2 separate regions of the Oncorhynchus mykiss genome follow, and region 2 is linked to region 1. Evidence: chromatin contacts called from public Hi-C data. All regions are on one chromosome and are shown on one strand. The core of a region is the stretch at or near the end of the contact, and the rest is flanking DNA. Distances in the headings are between cores, read along the strand shown. Region 1 overlaps LOC110521516 (nuclear factor 1 C-type). Region 2 overlaps LOC110521516 (nuclear factor 1 C-type).

Region 1 (5,979 bases), core at 1,131-3,630:
TGCTTCCGAGAGCAGTATTGCAGACTGTTAATTGCATGAGATCTGCAGTGTAATACAGTCATGTCCAATTACGCTCCCTGGGCCGGCTCCTAGGGCCTGTATGGGCTCTCTGAAGCACCTTCACACTCCACTCCACTCCAACCTCTCTGTGTGGACACCAAGAAGCCCATAGAGACGCCATTAACCAACACGTTAACCCTTTGAGGAAGGATATCCTACAATGTTCTATTTTGGAATGTTACAGTTAATTGAAAGAGATGATGATCACCGGAGAGTTGATATTGTGACACCGGTATTCCACAAAGGGTTAAACTTCATGGACACCAGGGCAAATACACAAAACCTAAAGGGCAGCATGAGAAGTGGGTTGTACAGATTTGAGCACTGTACTCGCAATAAATCTTTAACTCAGCTTGTATGTGCAAATGACATTGTATTACATTTGGATGGATTACCCCTTTGCACACAATCACTCAATTAATGGGCCTTCATGAGCAAGAACAAACACATACATACATATGCATGCATTTATAGCCTATGATGTGCTCATAAACAAACCTTAGTCTATACATTGTTTGGCTAAACCTGCAGACATGCAAACACATGAACGTAGGCACCATGCCTATATATTAGACTATATCGTTTTGCAAATTATATGTGCAAATGATCTCTGAATGCCTTTTATAGGGCAGGCTGGTGCATATGGGATTTTTGCTCAGTGAAAATATGGAAGTAATTAGAGATACCAAGAGAACATTGCTCAATCGTTGTGGGCTAAACAGCAAAGCAACTGTGGCTTGTGAGGTGCCCCAAAGTCATGCAGATGTATATTTTGTTTGTTGAAAATCTGACCAAAAGAAGGCAAATAATCAACAAAACATAATTGAATAAATGATTACTGTTGGTGGTGGTGTTCCACTGAGCATGGAGACAAATAACCACTATGGTTGCACTTTTCTTTATTTACAGTAATTGGTTCCATACACATGTACTGTATACACTGTTATAGGTTACGGTTCATACAGCATGGTCGCTTCTGGTACATTTATGTAGAAAGTAGTACTTACCCCTTTCTTCTTGTCCACTTATCCAGGATGAGTTTCATCCGTTCATCGAGGCCCTTCTGCCGCATGTGCGTGCCTTCGCCTACACCTGGTTCAACCTGCAGGCGCGCAAACGCAAGTACTTCAAGAAGCACGAGAAAAGGATGACTAAGGACGAAGAGCGGGCAGTGAAGGACGAGCTGCTGGGAGAGAAGCCCGAGGTCAAGCAGAAGTGGGCGTCGCGTCTGCTGGCCAAACTGCGCAAGGACATCCGGCCTGAGTGCCGCGAGGACTTTGTGCTGTCCATCACGGGGAAGAAGCCCCCCTGCTGTGTCCTCTCTAACCCTGACCAGAAGGGCAAGATGAGGAGGATCGACTGCCTGCGTCAGGCCGACAAGGTATGGAGGCTGGACCTGGTCATGGTCATCCTGTTCAAGGGCATCCCGCTGGAGAGCACGGACGGAGAGCGCCTGGTCAAGGCTGGGCCGTGCAACAACCCCATCCTCTGTGTCCAGCCACACCACATCAGTGTCTCGGTCAAGGAGCTGGACCTCTACCTGGCCTACTTCGTACAGGAGAGAGGTACTGCACTGCACTCACATTCTCGCTAGTGTTTTATCAACGGTTCCTTTTGCATCAGTGTCATGTCAGTGGAGGAAGTCTACACAGATGCTGTGGCGTAGTGAACAACTGTTGACTCAGTGGAGGATCTTTTGAACAACCACTTTACTGAGTCACACAGCACTGTAGAAGTTGGTCTTGAGAGAGTGAGGGGATACCTAGTCGGTTGTACAACTGAATGCATTCAACTGAATAGTGTCTTGTGCATGTAACCCAACCCCTCTGAATCAGAGTGGTGCGGGGGATTGTCTGAATGGGGATTAACTGCCTTGCTCAAGGGCAGAACAGCAGATTTTAGCACCTTGCCAGCTCAGGGATTTGAACCAGAAACATTTCAGATTACTGGCCCAGTGATCTTAACCACTAAGCTACCTGCCACCCCGGGAGAGCGAGAGAGACAGATAGTTAGCGAGAGAGGGCAAGCGAGAGAGAAGAAAGTAGAAAGAGAGAAATGAACTGGAGCCAAGTCCTGACAGTGTAAATCATTTTAAATGAGCATGGATTTCGAACGCCAGCCTCAGAGATGTGTTAATGTACAGTGTTTAATAAAAGGGTGTAGCCTGGTAGTTAGAGGGGAAAGCTGGGCACCAGCTGATGCACAGACAGGCAGGCAGGGTGCCTCTCAGGGCTAGAGCCAGCAGCCATCAGACAGGGCCACTCTCTGCATCCTCTGCTACTTGGCTCAGAGTGGGGTGACCTGGCAGGCTGGTTGGGACCCATGGCAGAGGCCAAGGAGGAGTTGTCCCATCAGAGGAGGCAGCCCCTCCCTGGCCCCTGCCATAGGTCTCAACAAGCCTGCCAGGTCACTATTAAGCGAATTGGCTGTTCTATTAGACCTCTTTAGTGGCAGGGAGGAGCAAAGCTTGTCATCAAATACAATTATGATCATAAAAATAAATCCTCTGCTACTGTCAGCCTATGTTACAATGCAAACAGTTTGGAAATATTATGGGAAGCAATTGGCTCCATATGCAGGTAAAATCATTATTTTGCTGTACGATATACTGAATGCAGGGACTCAGCACTGCAGAAGACCCTCCTCAGCCTTTCTGTGTGTGAGCAGAGCAGACAGACAGGGTCTTCTCTATGGCCTGTGTGTGTGTGTGTGTGTGTGTGTGTGTGTGTGTGTGTGTGTGTGTGTGTGTGTGTGTGTGTGTGTGTGTGTGTGTGTGTGTGTGTGTGTGTGTGTGTGTGTGTGTGTGTTGTGTTACATTATCAGTAATTGCTTTCATTTTGCTATACATTCTTAGCTGAATACTTTTTTTTACAAGACTTTTCAAGCTTGTTAGCTTAGTTTATTTTCTTCTTAATTATTAACATCTTTTATTTAGGATTTTGTCCACATTTGACTCTCAATATGACAGGCCTAAAGCTGAAATCCTTTCTGTGCTAGTCAATCTCAGGTCAATTTGCCCCTGCCCCTTTCTGTGCTGGTCAATCTGCCCCTGAACAAGGCAGGTAACTCACTGTTTCCCGGTAGGCCATCATTGTAAATAAACATTTTGTTCTTAACTGATTTGCCTAGTTAAATAAAGGTAAAAAAATCTGCTGTATTTGTTTAGATTGAATAAATATGGCTGTTCCTGAGGTGAACAGAAAAAGGAAGATGACAGAGAGGGCGAGAAGAGAGGGAAGCCTGATAGCTGAGCTAGTGCTGGAAATTATTTCTGTCCTCAGCTGTGAGCTCCCAGCTAGCACATAATGCTCTGAGAACCATCCCAGCTAGCACATAATGCTCTGAGAACCATCCCAGCTAGCACATAATGCTCTGAGAACCATCCCAGTTAGCACATAATGCTCTGAGAACCATCCCAGCTAGCACATAATGCTCTGAGAACCATCCCAGCTAGCACATAATGCTCTGAGAACCATCCCAGCTAGCACATAATGCTCTGAGAACCATCCCAGCTAGCACATAATGCTATGAGAACCATCCCAGCTAGCACATAATGCTCTGAGAACCATCCCAGCTAGCACATAATGCTCTGAGAACCATCCTAGCTAGCACATAATGCTATGAGAACCATCCCAGCTAGCACATAATGCTCTGAGAACCATCCCAGCTAGCACATAATGCTCTGAGAACCATCCCAGCTAGCACATAATGCTATGAGAACCATCCCAGCTAGCACATAATGCTCTGAGAACCATCCCAGCTAGCACATAATGCTATGAGAACCATCCCAGCTAGCACATAATGCTCTGAGAACCATATGTTTCTTAGAGCTTTATGAGAGCGTGGTTAACCTATGGTTAGTTTGCATACAACCTTCCCACAACTTTCTGGGAATGGAGCAGGACAGTTGCTTGGCGTTGGAACATTCTCAGCACATTTACGGAAGTTGACAAAAAAACTTTATTTTAATGAAACTTTATTTCATTACCTTAACAGAACATTTGCTAAAAGTTCAAATGTGGTTACATTTCATTTCAATTTTGTAATGTTCTAGGAACGTTCGTCAGCTGGTTAGGAAACTAGTTTCCTCATGGTTCTATTTAAAGTAATGTTCTCAAATTGTTCTGAGAATGTTAAAAACTTTAGTAACGTTAAGAGAATGTTCTAAGAATGTTATTTAAAAACATATTCATTCCATTCTCAGCATCAACATAACTCGCTCTATCCTTTATCTTGTTGCGTTTGTTCACGTGTTGGCCTCTTAATGAGTGCTTGATTCCTTTGAAATGGGGTCTGTTTGAAGAGACTAAAATGAACAGCTTTGTATGCGCAAAAAACATGTCATGCTAGCTTCATCCTGGTGATGAATTGGACTAATTCCATCGATCGAGAGCAAAATATTATATGTTCAATTCTCACTGATGCCTTGTCACAAACAAAAATAAATATGTTTACATGATTAATGCCTGAGGAAATTAATTTCCATTCGTCCTATCTGTATTTTGAGTTTAAAAAAAATTAAAACAAAATAAGCTGACAGTGTTATTAAAAGTCTTAATGAAACATTCAGTGAAAGTTTTAAGTGATTCCAAAACCTATAATTTCTGTTCTCAGAGCGTTAATTAAACCTCCCAAGAAACTTTAAAGAAACCAGAGTAAAATGTTCTCAGAACCTCCCTGCAACCTAAAAATAAACGTTCCCAGAACAGGCGAAATGTTCACTTCAGTTTTACAAGTCAGGAAACATATAGCTTTGGCCCACAACCTATATGGAACCAAAAACATACGTTCCCACAACTTCCATGGAACCAAATAAACTAGCTGGGCTGTGTGTCTGCCACTGATCTACCTCTGGCCTGGCTGGCTCTGGCCCCTCCCACCAGTAAACCCTGTCACCCCCCCCACCCCTCCCTGAGGCAACCTTCACCCTGAGATGTCTGGGTCATGGTGCAGCACAGCCTCCCTGTCACCTGACCTGCCTAATAGCCTACAAACTCCTGGCTGTAAACACTCTGATAAGGAGCTGCAGCTTTTCACTTTCACTCAGACCAAAGAAAGAGGGAGGGCGGGAGCGAGGAGGCTAGTTCTGAGAGAGGGAAAGGAAAGGAAGGAGGGGGAGAGAGAGGGAGAGCAGAGAGGCAACCAGTCAGCATTTGTTCTTAAAGGCACAGACCCCCCTTTCAGTTCCAAGGATATGTTGTGCTCTGATTCCTTCATCAGAGCTCTCTCTCCACCTCCTCCCTCCCTCCCTCCCTGATCTCATCTCTGGGTTGGACAGGGAGAGCAGTGTTAGCAGTGTTAAGCCATCAAACAGCAACACCAGCTGGGCTGTGTTGGTCTCTGCTCATTTGCTGGCCTGTGTTTTGGTATCTTTACTAATTGAGCAGAGTGCAGTACTCCCGCATGCATTGGATCCCCAAGGATGATGCTGGGTTAAAGCTTGTTGTTTTCTGCCTCTATGTTAATCAGAGTTTAATTTGCAGCAATAATGTGTTTACACAACTCCCCTGTTTGGCTTATTACTCATATTTGTGGTAATAGTTTTTATTGCAGAATAATAAATGATGACCCAATGTAACTGTGCCAACTCTTTTAACAGGTTCTACTTGTCTTCTGTCATTCTGAAATTTTCTTGTGTTTGAAGACTTTTTATTAAACTCAATATAGCATAAAAATTGTCACAATAGATGGTACGGTGGTTTGACCAATTTCACAAAACACTCTTGTGAGGAGACAGTGCCAAGTTCTAAGTGAGCACTTACTGAGAATCTGAGCTCAGCCTCTCTGCCTCGAGCTGCCCGTGAACCCCTCCCATCTCCGGACTCCTCCATCTGCTGCCACGGCACTGCACAAAAAACACATTGTGTGTGTGCACTGTAACATTATGCTGTTATGTCACACACACTAAACTACCACACT
Region 2 (5,979 bases), core at 1,098-3,597, 41 kb after region 1:
TGGGAACACTACGTCAGGGGTGAGAACACTACTTCAGGGGTGGGAACACTACTTCGGGGGTGGAACACTACTTCAGGGGTGGAACACTACTTCGGGGGTGGAACACTACTTCAGGGGTGGAACACTACTTCGGGGGTGGAACACTACGTCAGGGGTGAGAACACTACGTCAGGGGTGAGAACACTACTTCAGGGGTGGGAACACTACTTCGGGGGTGGAACACTACTTCAGGGGTGGGAACACTACTTCGGGGGTGGAACACTACTTCAGGGGTGGAACACTACTTCGGGGGTGGAACACTACGTCAGGGGTGAGAACACTACGTCAGGGGTGAGAACACTACTTCAGGGGTGGGAACACTACTTCGGGGGTGGAACACTACTTCAGGGGTGGAACACTACTTCAGGGGTGGAACACTACTTCAGGGGTGGAACACTACTTCAGGGGTGGAACACTACTTCAGGGGTGGGAACACTACTTCGGGGGTGGAACACTACTTCGGGGGTGGAACACTACTTCAGGGGTGGAACACTACTTCAGGGGTGGAACACTACTTCAGGGGTGGAACACTACTTCAGGGGTGGGAACACTACTTCAGGGGTGGGAACACTACGTCAGGGGTGGGAACACTACGTCAGGGGTGGGAACACTACGTCAGGGGTGAGAACACTACTTCAGGGGTGGGAACACTACTTCAGGGGTGGGAACACTACGTCAGGGGTGGGGACACTACGTCAGGGGTGGGAACACTACGTCAGGGGTGGGAACACTACGTCAGGGGTGGGGACACTACGTCAGGGGTGGGAACACTACTTCAGGGGTGGGAACACTACGTCAGGGGTGGGGACACTACGTCAGGGGTGGGAACACTACGTCAGGGGTGGGGACACTACGTCAGGGGTGGGGACACTACGTCAGGGGGGGAACACTACTTCAGGGGTGGGAACACTACCTCAGGGGTGGGAACACTACGTCAGGGGTGGGAACACTACCTCAGGGGTGGGAACACTACCTCAGGGGTGGGAACACTACCTCAGGGGTGGGAACACTACGTCAGGGGTGGGAACACTACCTCAGGGGTGGGAACACTACCTCAGGGGTGGAACACTACTTCAGGGGTGGAACACTACGTCAGGGGTGGGAACACTACCTCAGGGGAGGGAACACTACCTCAGGGGTGGGAACACTACGTCAGGGGTGGGAACACTACGTCAGGGGTGGGAACACTACTTTGGGGGTGGAACACTACTTCGGGGGTGGGAACACTATGTTCAGGGGTGGAACACTACGTCAGGGGTGGGAACACTACTTTGGGGGTGGAACACTACTTCGGGGGTGGGAACACTATGTTCAGGGGTGGGAACACTACGTCAGGGGTGGGAACACTACGTCAGGGGTGGAACACTACTTCGGGGGTGGAACACTACTTCAGGGGTGGAACACTACTTCAGGGGTGGAACACTACTTCAGGGTTGGGAACACTACCTCAGGGGTGGAACACTACTTCAGGGGTGGAACACTACTTCAGGGGTGGGAACACTACGTCAGGGGTGGGAACACTACGTCAGGGGTGGGAACACTACTTCAGGGGTGGGAACACTACGTCAGGGGTGGGAACACTACGTCAGGGGTGGGAACACTACGTCAGGGGTGGGAACACTACTTCAGGGGTGGGAACACTACGTCAGGGGTGGGAACACTACGTCAGGGGTGGGAACACTACGTCAGGGGTGGGAACACTACGTCAGGGGTGGGAACACTACTTCAGGGGTGGGAACACTACGTCAGGGGTGGGAACACTACGTCAGGGGTGGGAACACTACGTCAGGGGTGGGAACACTACGTCAGGGGTGGGAACACTACTTCAGGGGTGGGAACACTACTTCAGGGGGAAAGGTAGCTAGATAACTGTTGTCGTGTAACTCATGTCTTGGGGTGGTATCTAAGAATCGCAAAGCCACGGCTTTGAGAGTGCGTCATGCAGATACAGTATTTCTATGAAATATACTCGGTCACCCCATTCTCCGACCGCTTTATTGAATTGATTCAATCCAGACTTATGTGCTTTTTGCTGAATTATTTAGCTATAATGTGCTCAGTAGGTCTACCTCTCAAAGTCTATATCCACCATACCCAAGATATGAGTCAGTCCCAGTTCCAGACCCCAGGCCTCTCATATCCCCTTTTCACAAGACAATTTTCCCTCCAGAGGGATTCATTTTGCCTTGTAGTTGAGGTTAAGCCTTTAGGCACCAGTGCCAAGCCACAGTCCATCAACTGGAGCTGCCATCCATCCATACAACACATCATATCACCCAGGCAGGCACCAGGCAGACACCCAGCTATCTGTGGGAGGAGGGTTGCCTCAGATGACCTCCTATGTTGATCCTCTGCTCTCTCTCTCGACACTTGTGGCACGCGCTGCAAGTTTGATAGGAGTGCTGAGATTAGTGGTGTGAACAGAGAGAATGTTAAGTGAAGCTTCACTTCCAAGGCAGTACTTTCAGCAAATGTTCCAGTTTGAAGAAGTATCTTCAACAGCATATTAGACTGAGCAGAATCTGTATCTATACTAAACATGAGACCTACAGAAATCTCTCTGTCTCTGTGTCTCTCCTCTTTGTTCCCAGACTGCACTTTGACAGCTCACAGATTGGTGCTCGTCAAAAGAACACAAACAATCTTACAAAAACCACTCTGGTCGTTTAACGACCTCCCTTTTTCTTTCTGGTCGCTGCTGGCTCACCCCTAACATGTGGCGTAAAGATTCCAGAGTGTCAGACCACCTATGTCTGGCTCTCATCAGCCTCCCTGACTTCATTGGCTCACTTCAATGCTGCACCAATAGGATGGATGACAGCATCTGCATCTGCCAATTAAATGTCCTGTAGTGACTGATTACCAGGGGTGAAAAACTGCACCTTCTCATTGAAGCCATGGAAGTTCAAATCTGACAGGCTTGTTAGCAGAAAACAGGATCCCCATTAAAATGAATGGGAAAATAGCAGTTTTCGTGGTCATTCTTCATGTGAATAGAAATATGTTTAGAAGACAATCATGGTACCAATAATTGCTTTTAATCGACCAGATGTATGTCCTTGAACTGATTATTTTTCTAATTGTACACAGATGACGTTATAAGGATAAATTAGTTGCTAATGGCAGCCTACAGTATCCCGGTCGGCCTTTTAACTTGAGTTACTCAATGAAAGGGGGCAGCACTGATCTAGCCTGCAACCTCACTTCCTGGAGTAACCAGGAAGTGAATGGTGTCATATGATTAATGGCTTTGTCCATTCATATAAACAGTCATTGCTGATTACACTAGTGCTTTAATTTAATGTATTACAGTAGATGCAGTTTAGCCTAAGATCCATTGCTGGTTAGCAGAAACACTCATCAGACTCATCCTGTGTGTATGTGACAGCTGTACATTTCTACACTCACCGTACTATAGTAGTGGTTGTGGCTGGGTCATCTAAGCCAAAGCATGCTGTATCAGTAGTGAATTCTGCATCAGAGCCCTGTGAAACTACTGACCTCCACACTGCCCCCTGTGGTTACAGATGGACACACACCCAGGCCAGGGCAACCTGGGAAAGTTTTTTAAAATGGTAATGATATATTATACTAGTATAACTAACTGGCTTGGTGAACAGTATGTGAGAAGTGATTATTGACCACACAGAATAACAAGGCATTGGCCCTCTGTGTAAAAACTTAGCTGGGCAAACAGAGAGCAGTGAAGTGAGACATTAACATCCTTGGGGGGTCTGTCCATGAAGTTGTTCCTAGGGCGTACCATTGTGGTCTGATATATGTTATTGTTTGCCATCAATTCAGCTGTCTGGCTCCCGTTATTGTCATTCCAGTAATGTCCACTTAAAACTAGAGACAGAGGGTGTAGAGAAAGGGGTCAGCGAGCTAGCCGGTGGCTTCTAACCACAGTGAAATGATGCTATAGATATACTCTATTGTTGCCAAGCCAGAAAAGCCTATTTGAAATGGAATCTGCTGTGAATGGAAGACAGAGGGAGTGCGAAGGACAGCCTGCCTGCATGGTGGTAATTCCTTTCTATTTAGAGTCCTGGTGGTGGGAAGACTCCTGGAGCTGTCTCCAACACAAACAGGCACTACAAATACACTACAAATTTGCATTTTCTGCTGTGCATGAATATTCTCAGCAACAAAAGAGTGATCAAATTAATGTTATCTGTATGTTATCAGGTGACAAATTAATGTTATCTGTATGTTATCAGGTGACCAAATCAGATTAGTCAAATAAAGGGTTAAATACATGAACTATGGAGAAAAAAAAGCTTGGCTGAAAGCCCCCATCATGCTGTTCTCCTACTTTAGCCACATACCAAAGACTCTCATAGGATGGAAAGAAAATGATGTAAGACATTCAGATTGTGGTTAATTGTAAAGATGTGCGTGTGTTTTATCATTCATTATTTCATGTGCGAGGTTGTGTGCACACCGCTCCACGTGTCCACGCAAATGACATGTTGCGCTCAAATTGCAGGGAGAAATCTTTATAGCCGATCCAAACGGGATGGTGGGTGGTTTAAAACCTTACATATAAATATATATTTTAATATGTCTATGAAATCCTTCCAAAAATAACTTGAAAAGAACACAGCGTTCACATCTGGTTTTTTATATTGTGGTTTGTGGAAAAGCAAGAAAAATAAAGTTTTATAATTCTTTACGCACAACACAAGCGAGGCCTTCTCTGGAGCTATTAATGCCCACGACGAGTCACTATAGTTGTTTAATAGCTTTCCCTGTTGGAATAAAAATCCCCTGACCTCCCGTGGCACGACTCACGCTGACAGCACTAATTGTAGTCGGGAGAGTCCATGGCTTCTTTCAGTCTAGAAGTTCAATGATCACTTTCTGCCTCTTACAAAATAACTCTTCCAGTGTTTCTCGTTTGACTTCCTATGTGGTAACAAGTACCAAGAGGGAACTCAGAGAGGGGTCATTCATTTGACTGCAAATCATGGCAGAGTCAGCGTTTGTGTTCCTTACTGTCTTTGGTCATACTGTGTGCTGCACCATGAGCAGTGTGTGTGTGTTTTGTTTTACCCTGCATGAGCAGTGTGTGCGTGTGTGCTTGCATACCCACATGCAGACACTGTGTCCTCTGTATCTGAGTGAGTATCCTTCCCCCAGCTGGGAGCTATTCCTCTCCTGATTGAGAAAAATGCCTGATGTGTTTTTACTGTCATGCCACCCCCACTCCTTAAAGACCCACTACCACAGGAAGCTGCTCTCTACTGCAAGGAAAGGTCAGCTGGTCCAATTATCAGAGCCCACCATTTTCACACCAATGCCTGACGTCCTGATATCCACTGTAACCAAGTCCTTTCCTGGAATCTCAGTCTGCCAGCAGCGGGGCTGGAAGTTTGGCTTTTTGCAGCTGCGTAGTGTGCTTCTTCACCGTTGACATATTTTTCAGCTGCCTGACTTTGCCCATTCATTTTAGTTGTCTTTTTTGGTATCGTGACACTATTTGACGACAACCTGACCTCTACCCTACTTGACTTTGTAGCTGTCATCACATTCTCTCTCCCTTCATCCTTCTCTGCGCTTGCGTCTCACTTTTTCTTCTCCAGATCCCTGTATGTTCTTCTGTCTGTTTTACGGTGGGCTGGTGCTGTTTATCAGGTTGAGAGCTGTGCGGTGTGTTTGACAGAGGTGACTTAGGGCTCTCCTCTGCTCAGTTCTCCTCAGCGTAGCCTCTCTCTCTCTCTCTCTCTTAGACTCCATATAGAACACTTCAGTGCTCCAGCACATAAAAGGATGCCTGCGTCAAATTAAAGTCGGTACTGCAGCGCCTGATTCTCTCATGCTCAGCATTTTTTTCTGAATGAATTAAAAGGAGAATGCTCTCCAAGCTGACTGAGGGTTCTATAATTCTGCAAAGACTTTCACTTGTGTAATCAGAGTGAGTGACCCTCACTGTGTATG

What was found. Hi-C and Micro-C count contacts between places; a contact is called where the count stands out from the background.
Region 2: a contact with region 1 is called in a Hi-C map of blood, with 1.9 times the contacts expected there. The contact joins two enhancer-like sites. A contact is called at or near these places in 3 of 3 Hi-C or Micro-C datasets (blood and liver).

The regions. Positions count from the first base shown.
Region 1 is chr30:20,403,816-20,409,794 of USDA_OmykA_1.1, forward strand. It overlaps LOC110521516 (nuclear factor 1 C-type), which reads left to right. Exons shown (of 11, transcript XM_036968482.1): 2 at 1,094-1,625. Among protein-coding and RNA genes, the nearest start is that of LOC118945756, 38 kb to the left of the region's middle. Within about 2 kb of position 2,381, at least 3 of the 11 cell types and tissues checked have an H3K27ac peak or open chromatin away from gene starts, as enhancers often do. A contact at or near this core is called in liver, where this site is marked.
Region 2 is chr30:20,444,779-20,450,757 of USDA_OmykA_1.1, forward strand. The region is part of intron 2 of LOC110521516 (nuclear factor 1 C-type); the gene reads left to right. Among protein-coding and RNA genes, the nearest start is that of LOC118945756, 79 kb to the left of the region's middle. Within about 2 kb of position 2,348, at least 5 of the 11 cell types and tissues checked have an H3K27ac peak or open chromatin away from gene starts, as enhancers often do. A contact at or near this core is called in liver, where this site is marked.